5 separate regions of the Mus musculus genome follow, and all the other regions are linked to region 5. A link is a contact called in public HiChIP or PLAC-seq and promoter capture Hi-C data. All regions are on one chromosome and are shown on one strand. The core of a region is the stretch at or near the end of the contact, and the rest is flanking DNA. Distances in the headings are between cores, read along the strand shown. Region 1 holds the start of Zfp74 (zinc finger protein 74). Region 2 holds the start of Syne4 (spectrin repeat containing, nuclear envelope family member 4). Region 3 holds the start of Zfp82 (zinc finger protein 82). Region 4 holds the start of Zfp420 (zinc finger protein 420). Region 5 holds the start of Fbxo17 (F-box protein 17).

Region 1 (2,722 bases), core at 37-2,536, 1.2 Mb before region 5:
CTGTATGGGAGAAGCTATCTGTGGTGCTGGGATAGACAGAAAATAAAAGTTAGGATGGGGGTGGGCCTGTCAAACAGAAGCTGGGCGATTTATCTGAGCTTGAGGCCAGTTTGGGCTACATGTCAAGCGATGGCAAATTCAAGAAGTTTATTTGACAGCAACAATATTATGAAAGGAAAAGAGAAACAAACTATTGCTTAGAGTTCTATATTCTGTGTGAAATAAAATAATGTTGCTTAAATACTATGATAAAGGAACTATGTACACTATACTATCTATCTAAAGCAGGGGCTGAGAGACAGATTAGGCATCAAGAGTACTTGTTGCTCTTGAAGAGGACCCATGTTTCATTCCCAGAACTCTCAGGGAGTGGTTCACAAGCACAGGCCACTCCAGTTTCGGGGAATCGGATGCCCCCTTCTGGTCTCTCTGTGTATTGCATGCATGAACTGCAGACAAAATACTCAAAACACGTCAAGTAGAAATAAATAAACCTTTAAAACAAACAAACAAACAACAACAACAACAAAAAACCCTTGTTCACTAAAGAGTATTATCAGGACAATAAAAGGACAAATTACTCCTACAGCAAGGGTGGAAAGTATTTGTAAAAACGTATATCTAATAACGTCCCCCTCCCCAGTGGTGATTGTTTTGTTTTGATGGAGAGAGAACGGCTAACTGGTACAAGGGTCTAGTTGACTAGTAAATGGCTCCGTTTCCTTAGGATCTAGTTAGTATGTAGACATTGCTCAGCAATGGTGTTTACAATCCTACGTTAACAGTCCAGTAACACTGTCGGTCAGAACAAGGAGTCTACGAAGTATAGACAAAAGCATGTTTCTGACAAAATTGGAAGATAGCAATGAAACGCTGCAAGAGAACACCCAGCCATGATTACAAAAGTGGTTGCAAATTCACACAGTTTTAAATGTCACTGAACTTCAAGGTCTCTTAACTCTATAAACTCCACACCCTGACCCCATAGTCTAGTTCTCACACACACGTATTCACGTAACTCCTCCTTCTGCCTGCTACCAAGAGTTTGTGACTCCGGAGGACCATCCCCATCATAAAGAGGTAGACAATCTCGGGAGAGAGCCCTGATCCAAGGGAACTAAACAAACTCAGCCGTGCTCTCTTCCTGGCTCAGACTCCCTAACCCTGAAAGTCTCATAGCCGAGGGCCAGTTTTTCATTTGGGTGAGCACAGGTCTCGGGCCGCGAAGGGCTCTGGGAAATGTAGTTCAAAGCAAGAACGCAAGGGATCCTTTCGGATTCTTCTCAGTTGCAAGTTGCACCCCCAGGCTGTGAATGCCAGGCCGCGGGGTAGCCGCTGCTACAAAACCCGCCCAGGCTCAAGCCGGTCCCCCTGCCGCAGCGCCGCGCCCTTACCCGAGCCTTGGCCACTCTCCTGACTCGCACGCCGAAGGCCAGACCCGCCCGGCGAGCCGCGCGGCCCTCTGGGAAGTGCTACCCTGCGCCTAGCGGACCCAGGTTTGTGGGTCTTCTTTCCCAGCCTAGCAGCACCAGGCCGTAGCCCGGAGGCTGTGAGCCTTGGGCGGCGTCGGGTTGGGGGATCGAGACCCGTGGCCCGGCTCAGCGTTGAGTCCCGGAAGCCGTGAGCTGGAGGCCAGGACTCTTTGTGCTGGGTGGAAGCCAGGGCCCTGTAGAGCGGTCGCGGGTGTGGGTAGAGGACGGGATGCCTGCGGTTTGCAGCAGCCGTGATGTGACTATAATTTGCTCGTTATCCTTTATGTGCCTTTACGAACGTGGGTGCACATGTGATGGCTGAGATAATGAATGAATGCATTAATGAAAAACTCTGTGGGTGGAAGTTAGGCGGGTAGGATTGTGTGGAGATGTGTGAAGACCGCGTTTGAACGAGTGCTACCTTTAGCCGTTTATAATAATTGAAAATATTTTTATATGAAGCATCAGTATCTCCAGGACTTGACTATTTTCCTGTATTGACAAACTGTCTTGTGTACATGACAGGCGAAATTCATTTGCCTTGCAGCCCAACTCCATTTCCCAAATAGCAAGATACAGAAAAGCCCAAAGACTAAAAATTATTTATTTCTCCTAGTCAGTCATGCAGCTCCTGACAAATTGACTTCTTTACACTCGTGAGCATGAACGCGTACATTTATGTGCTCATATAAAGAGCATGGCCTCTTAAAAGAGCAGTAACGGGCTGGAGAAATGGCTCAGTGGTTAAGAGCACCGGCTGCTCTTCCAGAGGTCCTGAGTTCAATTCCCAGCAACCACATGGTGGCTCATAACCATCTCTAATAGGATCTGATGCCCTCTTCTGGTGTGTCTGAAGATGGCTACAGTGTACTCACATAAAATAAACAAATCTAAAAAAAAGAAAAAAAAAGAGCAGTAACATCATATATACAGTTCTGTAACTTACGGCTCTTATTTAACCATTGATGTTGTTAACATATTGACATCAACAATTACACATTTCAAGTGTATACCATTTAAACACACACACACAACACACACACACACATATATATATCCTGATTAATTTCTGTTTTCAACCTCTTGAAGTTATAAACCAAGTTCATGCAGAACTGTTTGGCAATGCTGTAATGTACCCCATTTCCTCCCTCATACCTCCTCTTGTTTCCTCCCTCTCTTCGGGTGGCTTTTAGAAGTGGAGTTGATATGTTAACAAGCATATCCTTATTAAAATCTTCCAAAATCTAAAT
Region 2 (2,700 bases), core at 51-2,550, 1.6 Mb before region 5:
ACATTTGGGCTGCTCCCACTTGGCAGCCCTTTACACCAAGGCTGAAGACATCTAATTTAAGATTTCCAGGTTCCCGAGCCTTCTAGAAAGGTCTTTATATGGGTCTAAACTAGGAAGGATAATGGAGCAGAGTACCCCCAAAAGGAATGGGGTTATTAATAAAATTCTCATTTCCTACTTGGTAAAACGTGGAAATATGTCCAGCTTGGAGATGATAAAATGTAACTCCAGTTCTCTGAGGCAAGAGAACTGAAAGTTCAAGGGCAGCCTGAGCTACACAGTGAAAGCATATCTCAAATAAGGAGGTCGGGGGAACCGGGGAGATGGCTCAGTTGATAAAATGTTTGCTGTACAAGCAAGTGCTCAAAGAACCAAGCATGTGGCACCGGCTGGTCAGTGACTGGAGGCAGATTCGTGGCGCTCACTCACCAGCCACCCTAGCCAGGTTCAATGGGAGACTCTGTCACATAGTGGAAAGTGACTGAGAGACACTGGCACCGGCACGCATGATGTGCCTGTATCCCTGCTCACACTTAGGCACACAGAGTAAATACACAAAACGATTAAAAATAAGTGAAATACTGATTGGCAACCAGATGTCCTTACGGTGTCCCTTCCTCCACAGCACCCCCCAGAATCATATCATCTGAGCAAGGGGCAGATTCCGGGGGACAGACAGGAAGTGGGACTGGAACAGAGGGTGTGCTCAGCTCACCTCACAGGGCTTGCCCCCGTCTTGATGCTCATGGGAAGAGGCCAGGGGGAGTCTTGAGGGGCTGGTGGCAGACTCAGTGCTCTTCAGTTCACCCATGCAATGCTCAGGCAGGCCCAAGGAGGCCTGGACCTGCTCTGGCCTAGAGAGGAGAAAGGTTGATGGGCCACCTGTGAGGCACAGTGTCTCCTTTTCCACCTCACCATATGCCCACTTTTCTCCATGTCCTTCTTCAGTCAGTCACACATGGCCCTTCCCACAGACCCCTCCCTCCCTCCCTCCCTCCTTCGGAACCACTATCAAGCCCCAGTCCCCACCTGCTTGTCTCTTCCTCAGGTGCAGGGCAGATGGTCCCTCCGACAACATCCAGCTCTCTAGGAGCTGCCAGGGGACAATTCACAGGCTCTGGCGGGAATTCACGGCCAAGAGGTGGAACCAGGGCCATGGCCGTGCACTTGGGGATCGTCAGGTGAGGATGTCCAGTAACAGCAGCCGCTTTCTTAGACAGTCCAGACCCCCATGCTTTCTCAGCAGGACTCACAGCCTAAGTCCGAGGCTACTGAGGGGCCCAGGGGCCAGCCTAGCTCCACCCCTTCCTGGAAGAACCTGGACTAGAGAAATCTGATGCCTGGCTGAGGTGCGGAGGCATTTAACTCCTTCCTCCCCAGCAGGAGAACCTAAACCTTCCAATACCACCCGCTCGCCATCGTGGGGCTTTGAGAGAAAACGTCACCCATCTCAAGACCTTGGATCCTGTCACCTTCAGGGACACCTGTGTCTCAGGGCCCGTCCCATTCATTTAAAGTCTCAGGTATAAGGATACTGAAAAAAAGTCCCAGCACCTGGCAGCTAAAGCCTGTCACCTCAGGCAAGCTGGTCTCAAGTTCAAGGCCAGCCTAGGCAACTTATGGAAGCCCTATTGCAAAACTAAAAAATAATGCAATTGTTGCCTGGGTTGTAGTTTAGTGGTACAGCATTTGTCTAGCATCCAAGAAGCCCTAGGTTCTATCTCCAGTATTGAAGGGGGAGGGGGGGGCAGAGAGAAAGAAACTGAAGTATCTCTTCCCATCTAGTTAAAAAAAAAAAAATCCAAAACGAGTAAAGGTATTTTCTGTTTATTTGGAATGGTGTCTTCTCCATGGTTTCCATAGTTACTGGGGAAATAAATAACCCTGGACAGCTACCTCTGCCCTAGGGTTCCAAGGTCTTAGAACCTGGTGGTCACTTGCTCAGCAGGAGGCTGGCGCGCAGCACACGGGGCACGCGGCGAATGGTCAGTGAGACACGGGTGCCGCGCACCAGGTGGGCTCCGGGCAGCGCTGACTTGCAAGCGGTGGCATTGGGTGGCAGCGAGGTGGCGTCCAGCTCATCCACACGGGTAGCTGAGATGCCGTGGAGCAGGCGTGTGTAAGCTGTGCCCCGGAGCACCAGCAGGCTCCGTGGTTCCACCAGCAGCGAGGTGATGGGCCGTTGAGGAGGCCTGGGCTGCGGGAATCAGTTGATAATGGTAAATGGATATCCAGAGTTTGGGAGTGTGTGAAAAGTCAGCGGGCATCCGTAGCTGGTCAGGGGACAAGGGTCAGCAGGCCCTCAGGAGTGGTAATCTATAGGTTCTGGGGACAAGACTATTGGCCCGCCGTGTGTGTGTGTGTGTGTGTGTGTGTGTGTGTGTGTGTGTGTCCAGTTCTTTGGGAGGAGACAGGGCCTATGCTGCATTTTAAGACATAAAGGGCTACTACATTGTGGGAGCTTCAGCTGGCATCTGAGGGGCTGGGACAGACATGGGCAGTCCTAGGGATACTTACGCAGAGCTAATCTGGGGGTGCACTGCTGGGGTCAGGCTCTAATACAGAGGTTAAAGGGAATGGCCTATCCCGGGACTCTGGCTGTTAGGGAGGCTTTACTCAGGAATGGTATTACAGCAAGCCTGCCTGGGTAGAAGAGATGGAAAAGACGGAACTTTAGGGAGTGGAGCTAACATCTGGCCA
Region 3 (2,700 bases), core at 30-2,529, 1.4 Mb before region 5:
TGTGTTTTCTCATGGAAGATTTAAACATAAATAAGACAACAACACCTTTTGACCTTATTTTCCCCAAGAGTAATCATAATCAGTAGTTTATTTCATGAGATGGCAAGTTCTGCCTGAGATCAGTTTTTTTTTTTTTTTAAGAATTATTTATTTATCTATTTATTTTAAAGATTTATTTATTTTTATTGTATATAAGTACACTGAGCTGTCTTCAGACACTCCAGAAGAGGGAGTCGATCATTACAGATGGTTGTGAGCCACCATGTGGTTGCTGGGATTTGAACTTCGGACCTTCGGAAGAGCAGTCGGGTGCTCTTACCCACTGAGCCATCTCACCAGCCCCCGAGTTTTTTTTTTTTTTTTTTTTAATTAATCATGTTTATGTGCTATATAGCATGTTCCATGTGGGAGTGATTCTACCACCTGACTCATTGTTTTATCAGGGTAGGGCTGTGCCTTCGTTAGTCACTGCTTAGTATTCATTGTTATCCCTATTTACTGAAAGGCTTAACTTTCCACAAGCTGTAGCATTAGAGAATATAATTATAGATGATCAATTAATCAGAAATTTAACCATCACGTTTACTTTATATACTTGAGACCAGGTCTTATATAGCCCTGGCTGGCTTGGAACTCACTATGTAACTCAGGCTGGCCTCAAACTTTTGAGTGATTCTTCTGCCTTCAAAGTGATAAGAATATAGGCACATACCAGCTCAACCATTTTATTATTTATTTTCTGGCAATTTAAAAATATAGGAACGAAAGGTATTTAAGTTGATGATCCAGCACTTTAATCCCAGCATTTGGAAGGCAGAGGCAGGAGGATTTCTGAGTTCAAGGCCAGCCTCGTCTACTGAGTGAGTTCCAGGACAACCAGGACTACACAGAGAAACCCTGTCTCTCCAAAAAAAAAAAAAAAATCCTGGTTAAGAAAGAAGAAAATCTTAAGAACCTGGGTAAAAGCAAACTACATGATAGGAATGTCCTTTAAAATCTTATTCTAAGACGTAGTCATTTGCAGTCACCTCCACAACAAACATGACTATATCAAATGCACAAATCTCCAAACGAAAATCCGATTTTCCTCAAATACTTAATCAGAGTTGAGGTTCTGCTCCTCTCCCTGTCCTGGTCCCAAACGGAGCACACAGTGAGTGTGGCGCATGCGCACGCGGTGCGTGCGGCTGTCCCTCCCAGCAGTCCCCGCGCAACGCCCTGTAGGCTCTCGGGGGTCTGGAGATGCAGCCACTGTCACCTCAGCGCGTGGGGCGGGGCAACTGAGCCGAGCCTGGGTCCCAGTTCCGTGAACTTAGTGAAGGTGCTGCAGGGAGCAGGGGGTAAGGGCGGGGACAGGGAGGCCCCGCGCCCCTCATACTGGGTCCGCGCCTCGGCTTGCTGCGTGGGGACCACAGTGGCGAGCTGTGCCTGCTGGGCGTGGCAGGGCGTCGGGGTGGCAGCCACCGCGACTGAGTGCGGCCCGGAAGCCACGGCGTGATGGCATTTGTGCGAGTGAATGGGGTGCAGAGCGGTTGTGTGAGCGAGGTTGCCGAGGTCCTGGTGTGTGTGATTCTGGCCCCAGGCTCGGCTGCGGTGTAGCCACATCAGTCCCAAAGAGGAATGGTTCCCCAGCCATTCACCTGAGCAACACACAAGACTCCCAGTAAACAAAGCAAAGAGCTCCGGGTCTTGAGAGGGGTCTGAAAGATGGTCCCCGATCCCCAACACACACACCCTTGGCTGGTTCCCTGGGGTTACCCCCAACACGCCACACGTGCTCAGATACAGTCACTCGCTGGACAGGCTGTGTGCGATCCACCTAGGGAGCTATTGTAAACTTCCTGGCCATCTGCCGCCCTGGCCTTTCTTAGGTACCAGGGCAGGACAGCTGAACTCGCTCCCGGGTGTGAGTGATGGGTGGTGGTGACCGATTGGTTGTGTCTTGTGCTTTGATTTAACTAGGCTGGACAAGGCTCCGAGAAAAGTTTGGACGTTAACATTCGCTCCTACTCCAGCCTGCCTTTAAGTGCTCACAGGAAGGGGAGGGATAAATCGCTGTTGCCTGTTTAAAAGGTAAGGTCAGGGGGGGTCAATCTTACCTCTTGGATCTGTGAAAGGCACTTTAATTTTTTAGTGGATCAGAACATTTGTTATTTTTAAATGTCTGGTTCTTAGAAACAGAGCCTGACTCCTTACACCACCCAGTGCCTGTACGTACATACGTATCCGCTTTTCAGTGTTTTTTTTTTTGGGGGGGGGGGACAGGACGACAACCCTCCCTCCAAGGAGATCGGGCTTTATTTTTATAGCTGGGTTTTATTTTTAATACTATGCTGTAGAGCTCTTAGAACAGTTGCTGATATTCATAAATACCAAATGCTTAGTAAACAGCAGCTGTTTGTTAATGTGGTGATTAGGGGTGATTCCAACACCAAGGGAGTGGTGTGTATGGGTATCTACTTAATTGTGATGTACATTTATTTTTAAGATTTATTTTTGTAAAAAAAAAAAGGGGGGGGCTGGAAAGATGGCTCAGCGGTTAAGAACACTCTTCCAGAGGTCCTGAGTTCAATTCCCAGCCACCACATGGTGGCTCACAACCATCTGTAATGGGATCTAATGCCTTCTTCTGGTGTGTCTGAAGACAGCTATAGTGCACTCACATACATAAAAAAGTCTTTAAAAAAAATCCGTTTATCC
Region 4 (2,721 bases), core at 158-2,657, 1.1 Mb before region 5:
ACAAATTACACATTTTCATTACTCTCAAAATATAAACATCAAATGCCATTGAGTTAATGCATGCCTTTAACCCAGAACTTGGAAGGAAGAGGACGATGGGTCTTTATGATTTCAAGGCCAGTGTGTACTACATAAAGAGGTTCAAACCAGGCAGAGACCTGCCTCAAAAATAAGTAAATAGGAATAAATAAATTGCCTTGTTCCTCCATTATAAGAGAAGACTTGGGTAGGAGACAGTCACAAAAACAACAATAAAGTAAAACAAAGATCGTTTTCTGACATGATAAAGGCTGTTGAGGAGACAAATATCTGCTTACCTCAAACTTCCCTTCTAGATGGACAATGGCCATTTTTCCTCTTCTGTGTTGTACTTTGAGAATAAAAAAGTTAAATGAGATGCTATGTTGTTCTTGCCATATACTCTGAATTAGAGACAACCTCTTCCTCCGTCCCCACAGAGGGGTTAAGTCTTTACATTCTGGGAGTAATTGGGGAGAGACAAAGTCACAAGCAACTCAGGATCCTTTGGTAGATTCATGGTGGGGACCCCCCATGAATTCCAACAAAATTTCACCGTTGTACCCTACCACATCAGGGAAGGATCACAGGTAGAAACAAGAAAATTTCCACAGTCACATTGCTAGTGTCACAATTTACACTGTCAGAGCTACACCGTTGGAGCACTAACTCGTATATAGGACCCAAGCATGTACAATAACCAAACATTCTGTCAGGGACAAATACTGTCAGCGACATTCTTTTACAAGGGTGAACTTCTACTTTCTTTACAATCATGAGTACAGCACACAGCATCCTACAGTCACACACATACACACACGTACACACATAAACACACACGCATACATTCATACACACGCACTCACACAGTCACCCAAATGGGAGAACACTATAAAAGTCACAGGCGACGGAAACAAGCAATCGTAATCTCAGTGACACTATCACACATGTCTTCCGAGGCAAGCCAGTTATGCACAGGATACCAGGTACATCAACAACCTCAGAGTGACATAAACATCTAAATACCTCGCTATAACAGCACCGTTTCTCCACCATACACGTGGGCCGACACCATCAGTCCCAGAAACATCTCTAGTGAGATAAGCAACAATCACACACACCCTTGTGTGTCACAACTCATTCACACACAGCACGCCAACCACAAACCAAGGGTCGCAACAGGCTCCAAAAGCACAGGCTTGTGGCGTATACACGGGAGACACCGCCACCTAATGCCACAGACACGTCCTCCAGACGTTCCTCAGCACGCTCACCTCCGAGGGAAGCTCAGGGTCCCGCCTCCTGCGCCGGGCTCCACTACAGGCAGCCTGCTCTATGGGATGCTTAGGAGATCCTCCAGACACAACCCTCTCGTGACGCAAGTACCCCGAACTCTCGCCAGGAAACGGAAACGGCGTTCTGCTCCCGGTGGCTCTGGGAAATGTAGTCCAATGGCTGGGGCCAATGCCTGCCCCCCCCTCCCTCCCCTCCACCTTCTCTCTCACCCCTCCCTCTTTCCCTTCCACCTCTCCCCTCCCTTCCCCCTCTCTCCTTCCAAACCGCTCCTCTTTCCTCCCTCTCTCCCCCCAATCGCAATATTTGTGAGGTGATTTATACCTGTGGTAATGAGATTTTATACCACATGTGGGGTTGCTCAACAGAGATTCAGCCACTGTAGTTTGTTTGTGAAGGGTCACTACATATTTCTGGAATAATTGACTAGTTGCTCATGATGATCTGTGTTATCTTTCACCTGTATCCACTTCCAAACGACTTTCAAAGAACCCTTAAGTTTCCACTTCATTGGTTTGAAGGAGAATGGCCCCCACAGGCTCATATATTTGGATGTTGGTTCTCAGTTAGGAGATGTGGCCTTGTTGCAGGGGTGTACCTCTGTAGGTGGGCTTTGAGGGTTCAAGCCCAAGTGAGGCCTTAGAATCAGATGTGAGTTCTCACCTACTTGCTCTAGGGCAGAGCCTGCCTGATGCCATATTTCCTACCATGTTGACCACAGACTCACCCTCTGAAACTGTCTGCAAGCCTCTAATTAAAAGTGTTTTTTTCTTTTTTTCAGCCAGGCAGGGCTGACACACTCCTTTGATCCTAACACTTGGGAGGCAGAGGCCAGCAGATCTCTAAATTCAAGGCCAGTCTGGTCTACAGAGCAAGTTCTAGGAGAGCCAGGGCAATACAGAGAAACTCTGTCTTGAAAAAACAAAAGTATTTTTTCCTCCCAGAGGCAGAGTTAGGTGAATCTCTGAATTTGAGGCCAGTCTGGTCTATAGAACAAAGTCTAGGATACTCAGGGTTACACAGAAAGACTCTGTCTCTCTCATTCATATATATATATATATTTTTTTTTCCAGTAAGCTTGTATTTTTCAAAACCAACTTAAGTGTGCTTAAATGCTTTAACCTCCCTTCTAGCCTACCACCCACCAGAGGCAGTGGAAAGGAAAGGTTAATAGGGCAGAGGAGGATGTGGGCTGTTTAGAAATAGTTCTTTGGGGCAATCCCAGTCTTTGTTGTCAGGATAGCAGCAGGCAGTTCAATTCACAGGAATCAGCAGTGGTAGCTCGACTCACTTGTAAGCAATATTCACGAATCAGCCATAGCAGTGGCTTGCGTCCATCCAGAAGAAACCTCAAGGCTCTTCCAAATTGGCCAGAGTCCACAGAAGCAGCAAGAAGCCACTGGAATGCCA
Region 5 (2,700 bases), core at 65-2,564:
CCAGGGCTACTGGCGAAAAACAGAACAAAACAAAACAAAACAAACCACTAAAATCAGATTTGTGTTATTTATACTTCCAAGACAGGGAGTGGAATAAACTGAAGAAATGAACTCAGAAGAACAAACGTTACACGGAAAGGAATAAACACAGCTGAAATGCATCAATGTAGCTAAGTCAGGAAACAGCCTGAGACCCTGAAGCACGCATTCTGCAAAGGGGCTGCCAGCCAGAGTGATCCAGCCGCGGCCCAGGGCCTACATGTTGGTCTGGGCTGGCTATTTCTTTTCCCCCTTTTCGGTTGGCTATTTGGGACATGGGTAGAGCTGCGAGAGGGGGTGCTGGGAGAACCTTTTCTTCTTTTTTTTTTTTAAATTTGATTTTAAATAAAAAGTAAGATGTTATTGTTGCGCAAGTGTTTGATGTGTATGCGTGTTAGTGTGTGGGTCAGAGGACAACACGTGGGTCTCCATTCTCGCCTTTAACTCTGAGTCTTGAGAATCACCAGGAGGCTTGGCGGCAGGCACTTTTTCCTGCCACCATCGACCCGGTAGACCTAGTTCCATAAAAACAAAGTATGTATGAAACGTGGGAAATGAAGCCCACTACTTTGTATGCTATCTTAAATGTTAGTAAAAAATAGTAGGGTGTGGCTGCGCACGGGTTTAGTCCCAGTACTGAAGAGGAAGAGGCAGGGGGATCTCTGAGTACAAGGCCAGGCTGGGCTACATAGCAAGGCCAGTCAGAGGTACAAAAGAAAAGAAAAAGAAAAACCACACACACACACACACACACACACACACACACACACACGGAATGTAAAGTCTTCTCAGTGGGACTTGTAGCTTTGCAACTTGCACGTGTACAGCTAGCTCAGTGTAAGAGTGCACTGCATAAGGGAAGAGTCTGGGAAACGATGTACAGACTCCTGGAGACTGCGTCCCTGGGGTGGGGTGGGTTGGGGGCGGGGAGGGGCACACAGAGCCAGTGGAGAGACTCCTCCATTCTCCAGACTGCTCCAGCCGCTGGTTTGGACACGACCCTCGAGTCCCATCCCAGGTCCGTACCTGTCCGGGAGCTCACCGGGCGGCCTGCTCTGAGTTGGCGGGGAAGATCCAATCCCTACCCGGCGCTGGAGGCAGTCGAAGAGTAACCCGAGGTCCGGGAAGTCAGCCCCGTGATCTGGGGTCCTAGTGGACCGTCTTCTTCTATGCTCAGGATCCCGGGGCCACCGGGCAACGTTGCAGCCTGAGTGAGCCCGGCCCAGGGCCGCCGAGCTAGGCCGCCTGTCCCTGAAACGTGGCTGCCAATCCCCTGGTGGACACCCCGGGCACCTCCCCTGCCCCCTTCCCTGAGACCCGCCCCGCCCCACTCTTCCGCCCCAGGCAGCTTTTCCTAACACCGTCGTCAGGGTAAATTCTTTGGTCCCTAGCGAAAGGCTCAGCTGTGGCTCTGACCGCAGATTTGAAACCAGAGAATGAAAGCAGAGACAGGATCGGTTCTTGGAAGCAGAATCCGTCTTTAGCAGAACCGTTCAACACGCGGGCTCCGCAGCAATCGCTACTCAGCTGTTCAGCTTAAGCGAACCCTTCCCCTCCAGGAAGATCAGCGACGCCCCCCCCCCATGACTCCTTAAATTTATTTATTTACTTATATATTCACTACCACCACCACCCATCTCCCACCCACTATGTAGCTATCCAGGAACACTATGTAGATCAGGCTGGCCTGAAACTCACAAAGATCCCCCTGCCTCTGCCTCTTGAGTGATAGGCTCCAAGGCAGATAACAGTACTTCTCAGCTATTGTTATTATTTTAGATGTATTATTTATTTTCATTTTGTGTGTGTACTGGGTGGTTTTGTGTGTTAACTTGACACAACTAAGAGTCATCGGGGAGGAAGGGGCCTCCGTTAAGAAAATGTCTCCATGAGATCCAGCTGTAGGGCATTTTCTCAATTAGTGATTGATTGGGGGGGGGGAGCAACCCATTATGAGCGGTGCTGTCCCTGGACTGGTAGTCCTGGGTTGTATAAGAAAGCAGGCTGAGCAAGCCATAAGGAGCAACCTTCCACTGCTTCTGCATCATCTCCTGCCTCCAGGTCCCTGTTCTGTCTGGGTTCCTGTCCTGACTTCTTTCAATAATGAACAGCAATGTGGAAGTATGAGCCAAATAAGCTCTTTCCTCCCCAACTTGTTTTTTGGTAACGGTGTTTCATTGTAGCAATAGAAACCCTAACCAAGACAATGTATATGAGTGTTTGCCTTCCTGTGCCTATGTGAACCACATGCATGCAGTATCCACAGAGGCAGGCAGGGGTGCTGTGAGCCTTGGAGTTACAAATGGCTGTGAGCTATTGCAGAAACCAGACTCAGGTTCTCTGTAAAAAAAACAGTCAACGCTCTTAACCACTGAGCCATCTCTCCAGTCTTTTCCAGGGTCTTTGTCAATCACTTTTCATTATTTATCTATGTACTTATTTATTTTTTTATGTGTTTTTATTGTGTGTAGGTGCAACACATGCATGGGAGTGTCGTTGCATGTGTGTGGGTCAGAGGTCATCTTTCCTTCAGCGGTGGGTTCTGGGGATTGAACTCGGGTGTCGGGCAGGCTCCGTCATATACTGAGCCATCTTGCTAGGCATACACTTTATTTTTCTGGAACAGGGTCTCTCAAACAATCTGGAAGTCCCAGGGATCCT

What was found. Promoter capture Hi-C pulls out the DNA fragments that hold promoters and counts their contacts. HiChIP or PLAC-seq counts read pairs in DNA pulled down with a chosen protein or histone mark. Capture Hi-C pulls out chosen DNA fragments and counts their contacts.
Region 1: a contact with region 5 is called in an H3K27ac HiChIP or PLAC-seq map of large pre-B cells, with 3 times the contacts expected there. The contact joins the promoter of Zfp74 here to the promoter of Fbxo17 in region 5. A contact is called at or near these places in 2 of 39 promoter capture datasets (hippocampal neurons and liver) and 1 of 115 datasets of contacts at active chromatin or transcription factors (large pre-B cells).
Region 2: a contact with region 5 is called in a promoter capture Hi-C map of liver, with 3 times the contacts expected there. The contact joins the promoter of Syne4 here to the promoter of Fbxo17 in region 5. A contact is called at or near these places in 2 of 39 promoter capture datasets (cranial neural crest and liver).
Region 3: a promoter capture Hi-C map of adipose tissue shows a contact between it and region 5, with 3 times the contacts expected there. The contact joins the promoter of Zfp82 here to the promoter of Fbxo17 in region 5. A contact is called at or near these places in 2 of 39 promoter capture datasets (both in liver) and 1 of 9 other capture datasets (adipose tissue).
Region 4: a contact with region 5 is called in a promoter capture Hi-C map of cranial neural crest. The contact joins the promoter of Zfp420 here to the promoter of Fbxo17 in region 5.

Annotation. Positions count from the first base shown.
Region 1 is chr7:29,952,629-29,955,350 of GRCm38.p6, reverse strand. It overlaps Zfp74 (zinc finger protein 74), which reads left to right and starts at 1,286. Exons shown (of 6, transcript NM_178384.4): 1 at 1,286-1,496. It overlaps C230062I16Rik (a long non-coding RNA gene), which reads right to left. Exons shown (of 4, transcript XR_003946630.1): 1 at 1,395-2,722.
Region 2 is chr7:30,313,416-30,316,115 of GRCm38.p6, reverse strand. Syne4 (spectrin repeat containing, nuclear envelope family member 4) reads right to left here and starts at 1,300. Exons shown (of 8, transcript NM_153577.2): 1 at 1,030-1,300; 2 at 716-854. The coding sequence starts at 1,157. It overlaps Alkbh6 (alkB homolog 6), which reads right to left. Exons shown (of 7, transcript NM_198027.3): 7 at 1,813-2,197. The coding sequence ends at 1,934.
Region 3 is chr7:30,071,402-30,074,101 of GRCm38.p6, reverse strand. Zfp82 (zinc finger protein 82) reads left to right here and starts at 1,279. Exons shown (of 7, transcript NM_177889.5): 1 at 1,279-1,321; 2 at 1,963-2,073.
Region 4 is chr7:29,858,665-29,861,385 of GRCm38.p6, reverse strand. Zfp420 (zinc finger protein 420) reads right to left here and starts at 1,407. Exons shown (of 4, transcript NM_172740.2): 1 at 1,293-1,407; 2 at 318-370.
Region 5 is chr7:28,715,404-28,718,103 of GRCm38.p6, reverse strand. It overlaps Fbxo17 (F-box protein 17), which reads right to left and starts at 1,314. Exons shown (of 7, transcript NM_015796.2): 1 at 1,066-1,314.